Regions from separate parts of the Hordeum vulgare genome. Here region 1 is linked to region 2. A link is a contact called in public Hi-C data. All regions are on one chromosome and are shown on one strand. Each heading gives the region's core, a stretch centred on a gene start, on an enhancer-like site or on the middle of the called end of the contact. The rest is flanking DNA. Distances are from core to core; before and after follow the strand shown.

Region 1 (7,050 bases), core at 4,393-6,892, 210 kb after region 2:
AATGGGCGAGGTAAGTTTTGAGGCTTTCCTTGATCCAAGATAATGACATTGTAAGTTTATTTGTTTCAATCATAGTTGGTTCCCTTCAAATAGTTGTAGTGAAACAATTTTGATTAGTTAAAGGGGAGCACAATCTAATTGGAATAGTGTTCCATAATTTGAAAAATCGTATTAGAATCAACTAGTGTTTAATATGTTCCATTGGAATCATAGTTGGTTCCCTTCAAATAGTTGTAGTGAAACAATTTTGATTAGTTGAAGGGGAGCACAATCTCATTGGAATAGTGTTCCATAATCTGAAAAATTGTATTAGAATCAACTAGTGTTTAATATGTTCCATTGGAATCATAGTTGGTTCGCTTCAAATAGTTGTAGTGAAACAATTTTGATTAGTTGAAGGAAACACAATCTAATTGAAATAGTGTTCCATAATCTGAAAAATCTGATTGGTTCAATATGTTCCATTGAAATCATAGTTGTAGTGATACAATTTTATGCGGTGTTCTTTGATCCAAGGTTATGAAAATTGAATATAGCTAGTGATCTCTCTAGGTTCCATTGGATAGCAATATGATATGTCATAGTCATGAAAATTGCATATAGCTAGTGATCTCTCTAGGTTCCATTGGATAGCTATAGTGATCTCTCTAGGTTCCATTGCATATGTTCTATTTGAATCCTAAAGATAAGTTTCCCTTTAGTTGTAGTGAAACATGTTTCCTTATTGCAACAGTATGTAACATTTGTTCCATTTTAATTTGTTTCTGTTGCAGGAGTGACAAGCATTGTCCAGAACTCATGGAGTTCCTTCGCAGCGGCATCACTTTTGCTTCCGTTGACATAAGGAACGACAAGCTGAAGAAGAGGCACAACTTTCGTATTGAGATACCAGCTGGTTGCCTCGTTGATCTCCAAACGATATTCAGGCTTCGACATGATAGGACTTCGATGGCTCATATGGCAGTTGCCTTGATCGACGAGTCATATGGTGATATGAAGACCAGTTTCCCAAAGTCTCAGCACAGACTTTGGGAGAAGGGCCCACTTGATGATATCAACATTGAGTATGCAGCAAAAGATGCATACGTTTCATACGAGTTGTACCGCAAGATTCGAGTCGTCAACTATGGCGAGCGTCACCTCGAGGAACGTGGACATTCTGATTTAGATGATCCTGCACTTGATATTACCGGCGCTCCATCTAAGCGGAAAAGCAGCGTGGCTGAATCTGAGGCCCCGCCCGACGATGAACGAAGAATGATAGAGGGCGGTCCCGGCTACCCCGTGGATGGAATCAAGGAGTCAACATCATGTGAACTCCATCAGAAATTCAAGAACATATCCATGAAGGTGGCCGTCGGACAAGCTTTACCTTCTGGCCCTGATGCACGCTGGCATGGCCGTGAGATTCCAGCTGGCTTTGCTAAAGTCGGGGTGGATGAAATCATGACGGGGTTTAATGATATGGATCTCGACATAGCTGGACCCGAAGATGAGAGGACACTCGGAGAAGTACTGGGTGGAGTCATCCTATGGGACAAGAACTACATCAAGCTTCCAGGCTCGGCCCCAAGGACAACACCACCTCCGAGTCGTCGCAGGTCACCTACACCTCCATTACCTCCAAGCCCTCCACATGACGTCGGCCAACACAACACGAGTCCATCTCGATCACCGCTGCCGGACTTGGGTCGTCCGTCTCCGCCGCCGCCCGCACATGATACTAAGCGGAAGCGTGCCAGCAAGAACACTTCGTCGAAGATTTCTAAGCGACGGAGCTCCCCAAAGCGCAAACTGTCGCCCCTCCCAAAGGTACCTCATGCTAATCTTCCTATCAGACCTTATGATCGTACCCCCGAGGAAAACGTCAGGATAGCAAAGGAACAACATGATGCGCAGATGAAAAGGAAGGAACCCGAGCCCCGCCCGGAATACACCGAGAAGCACATAGCATGGGCAAAAGACTTCGTAACCACTCCATCACAGTATGACTTACACTATAAGCCTCATGACTATACACGCACATTGCAGAAGGAAGTGAAAAAGAGCAGCTCACGTGCAAGTGCAAGTGGGAGCAAATCAAGTTCAACTACAAGCAAGAAAAAATCAGACGTTCCTCAGCTTGGACAACAAGCCAAACAGTCGATCCCACCCCTCAAGATGTTAACCGAGAATGTTCCCCCTCCGGTGCAGGGGCAAGCTTTTGAAAGAGCAAAGGAGTTGGCGGATGAATGTGGTATCTCGGTTGAAGATTTGCTGGCTTCCCAAGACGACAGGATACCCAAGGCTGTGGTAGCCCCTAAGCCACAGTTTGTCATGGGAGAGCCTTTGGTCAGCAAAGATGATCTCCCAACAAATATGCGTTACTTGCATAAATGGTACTTAAGTGAATCAAAGAATGAGAGAACGATGATCGTGCTGAGTGTCCCACGGGAGTACTACGGCCGCTCCGAAGAAATCCATATCGACTTTGATGAACTCTTCCAGATGTACAATGGCGACGCCCTCGACAAATCGCTTATGAGTTGCTATTGTCTGTAAGTTTTTTAATTCGTTGTCTACATATAACTTGTTTAGTTATTTCAATTCATTGTTTATATATAAACTTGTACTCTATTATGCAGAATGAAGATTCTGGAGTGTAAAAGTAAGAGAATCCTAAATATTGGGTTTATTGATCCAGATAAAATACATATAGCGACGCTAACTGACAAACCCAAGGAGACGGAGGAAAACCTTCTAAGGTTTCTAACAGATCAAAATTTCTGTGACCACATACTGTTTCCATACAACTTCAGGTGAGGGTCTTTACTCTGTTGTGTCCATTCACTTATAAGTGTAATTGATAAGTTACTGACACACACACACACATATATATATACATGTGCAGCTTCCATTGAATTCTGTTGGACATTCAAATTGATAAGGGAAGAGTTGATGCTTTCGACCCATTATCGAGACCCTTGGAACAGTTTCAAAGCCTGCAGGACATGCTCCAAGGGTAATTTTAATCATTCTTGCGCTCTATCGGTCTCTTTCGATGATTTTCTGATATATCAATTAATGAAAAATTTAGCAAATCATTATCCTTGTCGGGCAGGGTTTGGAAGCGGTTCAAGTGCGTGACTACCGGTAACTTTCCTGAGAAGCTGACCTTTAGAGCGGCTCAGGTAAGTAGTAGTATGATATACTTCTATTAATTTTCAATACATTTATGACGCTAGATTATTATTTTGATTATATATATTCTATTCTCGTAAAGTGCGACCAACAGCCACGGGGAACGCATCTATGCGGATACTATGTTTGCGAGACCATTCGCACGTTTACCTCTGAGTTCAAGGATCACAGATTCGACGTAAGCAATGAACATTCACACCTCTATTTTTATCCGTCATTCTTTGTTATCATGCTTGATATTCATATTCATCTCCTCTTCTTATATAGCACACGACCATGAGGACGAAGGTCCTACCACAACAACGCGCGATTGCTGTTGCAGAGGAACTTGCGGGATTTCCGAGGACGGAAGCTATAGAAGACAAAGGACGATTTAGTGTAGCTAAGGGCCATTACTGATGTTCGTCCATGTAATCGAATAGACGGGCTCTAGTCCCGATAATTCAGATCTCCATATAATTGTATATATATGATCGCTTGTAAGATAAGTTAATCTTATATATATATATATATGCATAATTATTTCTATTTAAATTATATGAAAACTAATTCCCGAACACCAAACGAGGCATCACGTTAATCTCCCGAACACCTAAACCCTAAAACCCTAAAACCCAAAAATAATTTCATACAAAAAAAACCCCAAAAACCAGCAAAATCTGAAAATCTTTAGTCCCGGTCCGTGTAACGAACCGGGACTAAAGGGCCTGCCCCTGGGGCGCTACGAGGCGCCCACGTGAAGCACCTTTAGTCCCGACGTGTAACAGGGCCGGGACAAAAAAGTTAGGCCTTTAGTCCCGCCCCTTTAGTCCCGGTTGGTGAACCGGGACTAAAGCCCCTTACGGGTCGGGGCTATAGGCCCTGTCCCCACTAGTGGTTGGAACCAGAGCGCATGACATTGGAGAAAGCTATGTCTGTGCATGTAATGTTGGTTCTTTTGTGGGGCTGCCTGAAAATAAGCGCACAAAGATCACCATTCCCTGGTGTCATTGATGGAACAATCGTAATAAACTAATCCCTCCGTTCCTAAATATAAGTCTTTTAAGCAATTTTACTAGATGTCTACATACGGAGCAAAATGATTGAATGTACATTCTAAAGTATGTCTATATACATCCGTATGTAGTTCACTAATGAATCTCTACAAAGACTTATATTTAGGAAGGGAGGGAGTAATAGAGTAGAAGGTGAGCTGCCAGTCTCGGCGCCGAGGTGGTCAGACGAGTGTGCTGTGAAGCGATGGAGTATGCCGTCGCTTTTCAACCAGCGACCAATACCAAGTGCATGCAAAAGTGTCAACCTCCATTTGATGCTATGATTAAAGTAAACGCAGATGGGGCATTCTACGCGGGAGAAGCGTATGCTGGATGGGGGGCATAGCCAGAGACATAGAAGGAAACATCATCGCTGCTCGAGCCGGACGCCAGAACAATGTCCACGACACATTCACGGCCGAAGTGCATGCAATGGCACAAGCTATATCCCTCGTTGTTGATTTGGACATGCTAAGAGTGATTTTTAAGACCGACTACCAACTTCTGGTCGATGACTTGGACTTACAGAAAGTCGACTCCTCGCCCTACACGACTATTATTGAGGATTTGAAGTTTCAGCTTAAGATGTGGTTCTCCAAACATGTGATTTCAACATGTGGGCGTAGCGCAAACTTTGCAGCTGTTCATGAACTAGCATCTATTGGTGATATATGTATGAACCAAATCACTATGTATAATGGGAGTCCGATGTACCAGCCCGTGTGACTGCTTGTGCTCAAGGCGATTTGCGTAAGTACCGTTAAGTTTTAATAAAGCTACGCTTTACCAAAAAAAACACCTGCAAGAAAAATAACCGAACCCTCTTTTTACACGTTGCCGCCGAGTCGCCAAATCAGTCAATTATAATCTCCGCGAAAAAAAGCACCTGAAATGTTGTAAACAAGGAGATAAACTTTTCCCCAAACAGTTTTTTTCTTGCAAAAAATGCTCATTGTCGGTCTTCATGATGCAAAAAAAAAAGGGCCTACAGACAGAGACTCAGCTGCCCGCAAAAAGAAAACGTATGGTTGCGTTCGGTTCCACCTTGTATTAAGGGTTTGTGGCCTCTCGACTGTAACACTATGCCATCTTAATAAACTCCCTTTATTCCAAAAAAAAAAAAAACATAGGCTTGCTCAACGCTCAACAAGCCATGGCTCCCGATCTGGGGGCGTGTGCAGCGGCTGCCCTCACCAGGCCGCCGACCGACCACGCACGCGGAGCAGCGCAGGTCCACAAAGCGAGCACGGAGATCACCTCCCCAACTCCGAACCGTCCCGTCGGTCACAACCAAGCCCCCTCTCCCTCTCCATCTCTCTCCCCCTTTTCGGTCGGTTTTACTTCCGTCGCACCGCATCGCAGGTGAAGTGAGCGAGGAGGAGTGGACGAAAGAAAGCGGGTCCAGACTCACAGACCGTGCCGAGGGCCATCACACGCCTCATCACCCGTCGCCCTCTCCCCCCCACCCTCGATTTTTTCCCTTTTCCCTTCCCTTCCCTTCCTCCCCTCTCCCCCGTCCCCGTCTCGTCTCTTCGCTGTTACAAATCGCAATTCCCCAATCCAAACATATTCCCCTCCCTCCCGCAGCCTCGCCTCGCCTCGCCTCGTCGCCGCCGCGCCGCAGCCCAGCCAGCTCACTCCCCGCTCCCCCGCCGCAGGACCGCTCCTGCCCCGGGCGGCGGCTGCGGCAGGTACGAAGCCTCTCGCCCCGTCCCGCTTAGATCAGGGCCCGCGCACGTCCGCCCGCCCGCCCGCCCCCCGCGGCGCGGGGCGGTGCCGCGCCTCGTAGTCGCCGGGTGGGGGGCTAGGGTTCGGCCGGTTGCGTGTCGGGCGCGCCCCCCCTCGGCTGATCCGACTGCGAGCTGCTCGTTTGCCCCCCGCGGGAGGCGCCTTCAGCTCGGGCGGTCGCGTCTCTCGAAATGGGCGTCGGGTAGATCCCCTTGTCCCGTTGAGCGGGGCAGAGCAGCGTCGGGGAATAGAGGGAGCTAGAGCGCGGAGTTCACGGATGGAAGGCTGTTTCCAGCCAAGTAGAGGTCGTCAGATTGTCGAATTCGACCAGTATTGGAAGGGCTCCCTACTCACTGGACTGCTATTGGCTTGTTTCCGCGGGTTTCGAGCCGGGCTCATAACGGTTTTGTCGGGAGTTATTGGAGTTGATACCGCCGCCGGTGGGTTCTGCGCCGGTCTGATAACGGTTTTGTCGGGAGTTAGTAGAGTTGATACCGCCCTCTGTGGGTTCTGCGCGGTTTTGTCGGGAGTTAGTAGAGTTGATACCGCCGTCTGTGGGTTCTGCGCGGTTTTGTCGGGAGTTAGTAGAGTTGATACCGCCCTCTGTGGGTTCTGCGCGGTTTTGTCGGGAGTTAGTAGAGTTGATACCGCCGTCTGTGGGTTCTGCGCGGTTTTGTCGGGAGTTAGTAGAGTTGATACCGCCGTCTGTGGGTTCTGCGCCGGTCTGATAATGGTTTTGTCGGGAGTTAGTAGACTTGATACCGCAGCGGGGTCTCGTCCGATGAGAGTATTGGTTTTGTTACCATTTTGGTGTGCTGGATTCAGCTCAGAATTGTTAATTCCATTGTCGTTTGTGCGTGCAGCCGTGGATAAGGTTGTCCGAAGTAGCTGAGGGGTTTGCTGATGGCCGGTGCCTCAGCAACCGATGATTCTTCCGCGAGCACGGCTGGGATGAGGGACGACGATCGCAGCCTGTCCGGCGAGTCCTTGTCGGAGTGGCGGTCCTGCGACCAGGGCGAGAGCGGAAGCCCTTCGACATCCCCGCCATTTTGGGACACTGATTGCGACGACGATGATCCTGGTGCGTGAATGCACTTACATATATGGT
Region 2 (7,489 bases), core at 4,193-6,692:
TTGCAGTATGACAGCTAATATCCACAAAAGGAAAAAGGGTAAATCAAACACATTTAATCAGCATAGTCCAAAGGCCACAGCATTGCAATATCTGATTAAATGAAATAGGAACTGGGAATGCTTGTAAAAGAAATTCAACAATGCACAAGTTTTGATCATACCAAACAAGAATCTCTAAATAAACATGAAATAGAAATACACACTGCAATATAGTATTTACCTTTTTAGCCATTTCATGGTAAATCTGAGCAACTTCATTCCCAGGGAACAATGCTTGTGAACTGTGTAATAGCAATAACAAGCTGAATCTTTTTGTTTTCTTGCCAAGTAGAATCATGACAGAAAAAATGAATATATGAACATGGGAATTGCTCATTACCCAGGCAAAGGAAGGACGACATCTTCAAACGAGTAGATGCCCTTCGTTAAATCTTCAGAATCAACGAGCTACAGGAGAAAAAGAAAGGTGCAGGAATAGGCATATGAGGTGGAACATTTTCTGTGTATGAGCATGTAGGTTTGCAGCAAACCTTCACAGACTGGATATTTTCTTCTGGAAGTGCTTCAAGGCAAATATCAATTTCAGACGCATTTGTAAGGCTATCAACTTCTGAAGTACCCACTGAAGTTGCTTCTCCAGGATGGCTTTCCTTGGTATAAACTAGATCACCCTCTATAACCTGTGAAATGCCTGTCAAATCACCAGTTACAAGGGGAGCACGTGAAGTCCTCCATAAAAACCTCACAAGATAACCCACCTCAGAAAATAGTAACGGTTAGCCCAAAACATCGAACTGTACAATGATTCAATTGAAACTAAGCAACTGTACAAGGATGAAGTAGACTGACCATACTTTTCAACTCTCATGCTGGCAGCATGATTCCAAAGGTAACTTTGGTAAGCATGGACATACCTACAGAAAGCAATCGATAATAAGTAAAAGGACAGAAACAAAACATGAGAATTATTCAACAAAACATAGAAAAGTGAACAGCAGAAATATTTCGACTTAGCAAGTGATATGTAACTGGAGTAGCAAAAGCTGCCAAGCAAATGCACAATACTGTTGACTAACACGTAAAGATATGTGCCATATATCATATTCTTTGAGATGAAAACCACCAATGTCGTTTAATTTGCAGGTATAAGCCATATCAAGAAAAACAATCAGTATAAGATAAAGATATATGGCATACATCATTCTTAACGGTCTTGGTATACCCTTCAATGCTTGTAGATAGTTCCCAGGGCATTTCCTCAAACATTGAAGCTGGAAATAGCGCATGGATGGATATATTAGTTTAACTTCCACAAAAAGATGTGTGTTTACAGCATACATCACAAGAGGCACACTTATTCATCTAATACAAGGATATCACGATGTAAGTGATAAAGGACTACACTTACAATAGCCTTCTCAGCCACAAGATGGCGAGGGAAGTTCCTCAGAGCCATATCAATATCACCATGTTGCTTGTAATGTTCACGCACCTCCTTTATGTCATCACGCTGTTCGGAGTATCGAGTTATGTTGAACAAAAGTTGGCACAGCACAACATGCAAAACCTAATTAGATACAAACAACATAATTTAAGGATATCTCCTTCCCTTGGATCAAGAACCAAGTGTACAGCACTTTTCCATTCTCCTCTAAGCAAAGCAGCTCCAATAAGGTGGGTTGGTACTGAACCACTTCCAAAGCGCTAACCAGACAAAATAGATAAACTCAATAAGTTTCAGAAATAACATCAAAGTAAATTCTGGAGCACAAGCAGAAGTTCCCAGGTTTGTACCTGCAAACCATAGTAGTTGATAAAACCGTTCTTTCCTAAACCATCCACAGCAGCCTTTATCATGTCTTCCGATTCTGCAACAACACCTCTAAAGAAATGCAGGTAAACATGAGTTATCCAATTTTCTCAGTTTTGTTAAAGCAAAATATACAAGGTTCCATGCATGTGGGCTGAAGTAATATACTACTCCCTCCATTCCATAATGTAGTGCTTATAGATTTTTCCTAAAAGTCAAACATTACAAACTTTGACCATATTAATAGAGAAAAATAGGTACATTTGGAATACCAAATGCACATCACTGGATACATCATGAGCTGTATTTTCATAATGTACATGTTTGGTATTGTAAATGTAGACAGTTTTCTTCACAAAGTTGGTAAAGTTTGACTTCCAGAAAAATCTATATGCACTACATTGTGGAATGGAGGGACTACACCACAAAGGGCGGAACTATAAAATAACTGATAGTGGTGCGGTAGTGTGTACTGTCTATGCAAATCAAATCAGGCCTACAATAGCTTTACACCTTGTTTGGATGTAGGAAAAACTGCTTGGAATTGTCAGGCCAGATTCTGTTGTTTGGGGTGGTATAGAATTTGGGCTAGGAAAAGTTGGCCCAATTCCGGGCGAGCCAGCCGCGCATTTACCCCGCTCGCGAAACTTTCCAAGCGCAGGAGCCTGGAAAGGCTCGGAAACCTGTTCGCTCCCCCTTCCCCCTCACGCAAGTGGTACCTGTTCGCTCGCTCAAAGCAGGGGATCGAGATCCCTCTGCCTTGCGAGCTCGTAACCGGGGGCGGCGGCGGCACTGGTAAGATCTCAGGCCGTCCTCTCCCTCCCATCCGTCCCCTCTCCCTCTCCCACCCGTCCCCACCCCTCCTCTCGAGCCCATCAAACCCTAGATTGGGTAGGGGAATGGCACAGGGGAACAGCAGCGGTACTGGAATGCCGGCGGGAGGGGAAGGACGGTGGTAGGAGAATGAGGGTGGTATGGGAACCACGGTGCTAGGGTATTTTTGTGGTGTCCGTGCAGGAATTCATGTGCAACTCGGTTTTTAGCTCAAATTTGTGTGTTCCTAAAGTATGATTTGTTTGAACTATGCAGGTTTCTAGGCGAATTTAGGAGCTCGAATTTCCGTCGGAACATTTTAATGTTACCATGTGTGCAAAGTAATATATAAATATTCAAGTATACACATAATACTATTTTTCATACATGTATAGAAGTTTATATTGTGCAAACTCAAAAAAAAAAATCAATTCCATGGTTTGTACATCCAAACAACAATTGGAATTGGGTTCTACCCTGTCATTCCAACAGTAAATTCCACGCACAACCAAACAGTAGAATCCGAATTAGAGTCCATTTCCTTTCCATCTTGGATTTGGAATTATCAGTCCAATTCAATTCCAAGCAGTTTTTCCAACATCCAAACACCGCGTTAAATTTCGTGCTACACTTCCGGAAGAGCATTGAAGCAGGAGCGCTTCTATATACTAAATTACAAGGTAAAAAGACAAGATATGATACCTCAGGGTAATTGTAAACCGATTTCCCATGAGTTGACCAAGACCAAGTCCCTCCTTTACATAACTAGAGAGGATAAGTTAGTTGCTAAAGTATCACTTAGGACAGCTATAATCCAGTGATCCTCAAAAGATTAATTGACCACCTACCAGAAGTTTCCAACTTTGATGCCATATAGTCGCTTATTAAGTGCAGCTATTTTATTTGCTGGCACCTTGAAAACGGTAACCTGGTAGGAAAAGAATTAGATTAGTAGCCAAGGCAATTACATGCAAAGGGTCATAACCATGAAACAGGAATTATAACCAAATCTATCAAATAGCCAGAAAATCATGAAACAGACTACATAACCTAGTTGATCAATGATACTAATAATATTATCTAGAACGAGTACATATTAAATTTTACACACAATATTCTAGAACAGAGCACCTATCCTTTACTTAACTGGTTGTAACGCCATAATAGCATACTGCATACATAACTACACATACAGTTTGCTTATAGCTATAGATAAAATCACCTAAAGAATTTTTCTTCCACACCCATGTATGAAATTTTAGCCATTTTTATCCCAAAACGCAAATCCATGATTGCATGAATTAAATTTGGAGAGATGGTTTACATAGGTGTAATAAACACCTGTTGCGTCGTAACAGCACGTTTATCCTTTGTTCCAGAAAACCCAAACGAGCGTGACTGCAAAAAGCATAACCAAGCCATTACTCGGTTGGCAAAGAACGGTTAATGAATGATGCCATCAATGAGAGAAATAGCAGCCAAGATGTACCTGGAGTCCTAACATTTTTCCTATCACTCCCAATGCATCTTGGGTGTCCTTGTTTTCTTTGCAAAGGTGAAACCTGATCAGTGTCACAGAATGGTAGCTCCAGTTACAGAACTAGTTAGCAGCAAAGCTAGACACACGCAAACATTATATTTATATTTTTTTTGGACGAAAGGGGTTTCCCCCCTGCCCCATTTTATTCAAAATGAAGCAAACAGAGTCTTATAACATCAAACCAGCTAGGACGAAATCAACCAAAAGACTACCTCAAACATACTTAGGCAAACCCAGGGAGTGCAGCTTAGCAAACAGCGCATCATTATATTTATATTCCTTATTACTACACAAATATAGAGGAGTTGTTATAGCTAAATTACTCGTGTTACCAAATTTAAACAAGTAAGCCTGTCAACTATGTCAAACATGTGGAATGAATGTGTTATAGAGGACAACAGATGATCAATTCAAACAGGATTTCATCACCTCAGGAACTTGCCAGCATGAGCTGGCCAACTAGACGACCCTCTACTGTCAAATGGCCTGTCGTCTCCCCAGTCAGAGCCATTCATGTTCTTCCTCTTCCTTCCTCTGTCACCACCACCCCTCCCACCACCGCCACGGCCCCGCCCTCCTCCAGCTTCAGATCCAACGCGCACCCTGATGTATTTCTGAACCCCATCGCTGTGTTCAACTGTGTCTGTGACCAAGAACTTGAAGTTCTTCTTGAAAAAATTGTGCACCTCCTACAAGCAAATAAACGCTCCAAATCAGACAGTTTCCCCCAATTAAGCCAACCCACAAAACATTCAGCGCCTGGGAACCAAACCCACCGATCGATGAGCCTTGTCGGCATCAGGCGAGAGCATAACCGGCGAGAATTCACCCTCGCCGCCGGCCGCGACCTTCTCCAGAAGCCCCCTAAGCGCGCGGCAGTCCGCCTCGCCGCAGAGCCCGCTGAACGACTCGAGGGCCTTGGAGTGGTCGGCGTCGGCCGCCGGCGCCGCCTTCTCCTCCTCCTTGGCATCCACGCACTGCAATGCACGGGCCGTACGTGAAACCGGGGCCGGGCGCGCGGAATCGCTGAGCAGACGTCGCGGGGGGGCGCAAATACCTGGTCGGGGAGATCGAGGGAGGTGAGGCGGACGACGGAGCCGTCGCGGGCGACCTCGTGGACGATGAAGTCGGAGTAGCGGTGCTTGAGGACGCCGCGGAAGCCCGGGAGGGAGGAGGTGAAGCAGGCGATGCCGACCTCGGCCTCGGTGACGGAGCTCGAGCGCGCCATGGGAGCGGGTGGCCTGATTTGGGGGCTAGGGTTTTGGGAGGGAAATGGACGAGAGGGTTTAGCCGCTGTATCTGTATCTCTGCTAGGTGGGGCCGCGTCAGCTACTGGAGAGTGGCGACCTTCTCTGCCGTTGGATCATTGTGGATGGTCTAGATCAATTGAACGACAGCCAAGCAAAGCTACCCTCCGTGTCTTCCCCCCTCTCGTCTATCCTCTCTCCCCCCCCCCCTCCCCCCAACTCCCCGTCGATGCCGATATTACCATTGCAGAAGATGCAAAGTAATGTGGCCCATTTTGCAATATTTTGGGAGGCCGCAAATGCCGATTTAATATCGCTCAAGAGACTACAATGTGATCAACATTAGATGTGACTATTTGTCCATTAATCAATATTACCATGAAAACCCAATTGGAGGTCCGACATGTACTTTTAATAGAAGAAGGCTCAAGGGATCACTAGGGCGAAGTGTTACCACGGATCATAACTTGTTGTGAGTGCACATGGATCCGATCATGCGGTAGAGGGGGAAGCGGTGCGAAATGTTAGGTCAGAACGATCAAACAATGTCCACCAGCTATGAGTGCACTGAGGTGTGTATGGGCACTGGGTAGGTTGGGAAGATGTGAGAAAGAGCAGGGACCCTGCGACACGGACCGCATTGAACAGTACACACCACACAAATCGATGTTCACACTCGTATAGAAGAGAAAACATAATACCTATGATCAAATAGAAATAGAAAAATTAGTAGTATATCAAAATGTACCAGGTCCATAAGGAGTTAACGACACCATTAATGCATGAACGACAGGAATATAACACTGCAGGAGTAGCATAACAGCAATCAATTCTCCCAGGGTGTGTCCAGGGCCCCAGATTCTTATGCCGGATACAAAGCTTTCTTTCGCGACTGCAGCTCCAGAATATATAGCACTATCTTTATCAGTGGGCAGTCTAGCTGATGATGGAGCAAACCAAGGGGAAAAAAGAGATGGTGACAGGTAGATGTGTCCAATTGTCAGACAAAAGAAAGCTTCGACAACAACAGAGATCAAATCGCCTGTCCATTGTTGGACACAAGAAAGCTTTGAGAATAACAGAGATCAAATCGCCTATCGGTTGTTCGCGACATACAATGCGAGCCAACTTATTTGTGTGCTTGCTTGCAACTCAAAAGCAAACCTAGCAGGCATCCAGATCCCTGCATGGGGGAGGTTTTGGCTCTCCTAGCAAGGTGGTCATCCCTCCAGCAGGGCCGCAGTTTTTCCGCTCTGGGTTCTGGGTGCCACGCTGCAAATGTTTATCGGATCATCAGTGCAGGCATTACAACTGGACCAAGTAAAATCTGATGCCAGACATGGTAAGAGAATCCTATTAAGTTGGCTGAAGCTTACAGGGGGTGTTTCTCCTCTTCTCAGCATTTCAACGAGTTCAACAACTCGCTTTGGAGTGAGGTCTTCCTGTGAAGGGTAAGTAGAAGAAAAAAAAACTCAGGTTACATAAGATGGAAAAGTTTGCTTCAAGGCCTGTTGTATTAGCAAAAGGCATGCAAGTTTTAACAAGCCATCCTGGTAGGCTAGCAACTTTGCGTCTCTAGTGATGCAGTAGTTCTATCGAATGAAAATTCAGTTTAAAAGATAACCATGACAAGATTTAACCTCTCTAATGCCCCCAAAGAAGACGGTACAATATTAGAGCCAACAAGCACAAGTTTAGTCTCTTGAGTAGACAACTATTAATCTATACATATGCATGAACGTGAAAGTTAAAACGAAACAATTGTTTGAACATGCAAGCACACGTCATCACATCACCCTTTCCTAACAATATACTAACACCTGTACAATCTACACCGTGATATTATGTTCTTCCATCACCCATTTTTTTGTTTTAAATCAGGTTGGACCAATTGTCCTACAAGATGTGTCATGGTGTTTCTGGTACAATTCCACCACATTATGCCAAGCATGAAGTCATTGATATACTGTCTAATACCAGAAAGTACAGAACACAAAGGGATAACAGAATAGTGCAAATGTTAAACTGTATATGTACTAGTGCTACCAAGAGCAAAATAAACTTACGTAATAATTGTAT

Evidence for each region. A called contact is a pair of places that touch in the nucleus more often than the background predicts.
Region 1: a Hi-C map of seedling shows a contact between it and region 2, with 4 times the contacts expected there. The contact joins the promoter of LOC123447722 here to the promoter of LOC123447678 in region 2. A contact is called at or near these places in 2 of 6 Hi-C or Micro-C datasets (leaf and seedling).

What each region holds. Positions count from the first base shown.
Region 1 is chr1H:482,262,662-482,269,711 of MorexV3_pseudomolecules_assembly, forward strand. LOC123447722 (TNF receptor-associated factor homolog 1b-like) reads left to right here and starts at 5,643. Exons shown (of 13, transcript XM_045124372.1): 1 at 5,643-5,905; 2 at 6,806-7,023. The coding sequence starts at 6,846.
Region 2 is chr1H:482,055,016-482,062,504 of MorexV3_pseudomolecules_assembly, forward strand. It overlaps LOC123447678 (multisubstrate pseudouridine synthase 7), which reads right to left and starts at 5,443. Exons shown (of 20, transcript XM_045124309.1): 1 at 5,221-5,443; 2 at 4,940-5,140; 3 at 4,593-4,852; 4 at 4,113-4,185; 5 at 3,965-4,021; 6 at 3,472-3,551; 7 at 3,326-3,388; 8 at 1,795-1,882; 9 at 1,602-1,704; 10 at 1,409-1,512; 11 at 1,198-1,271; 12 at 850-914; 13 at 531-691; 14 at 380-447; 1 more. The coding sequence starts at 5,391. It overlaps LOC123447687 (NADH dehydrogenase [ubiquinone] flavoprotein 2, mitochondrial), which reads right to left. Exons shown (of 10, transcript XM_045124321.1): 8 at 7,477-7,489; 9 at 6,787-6,852; 10 at 6,190-6,682. The coding sequence ends at 6,575.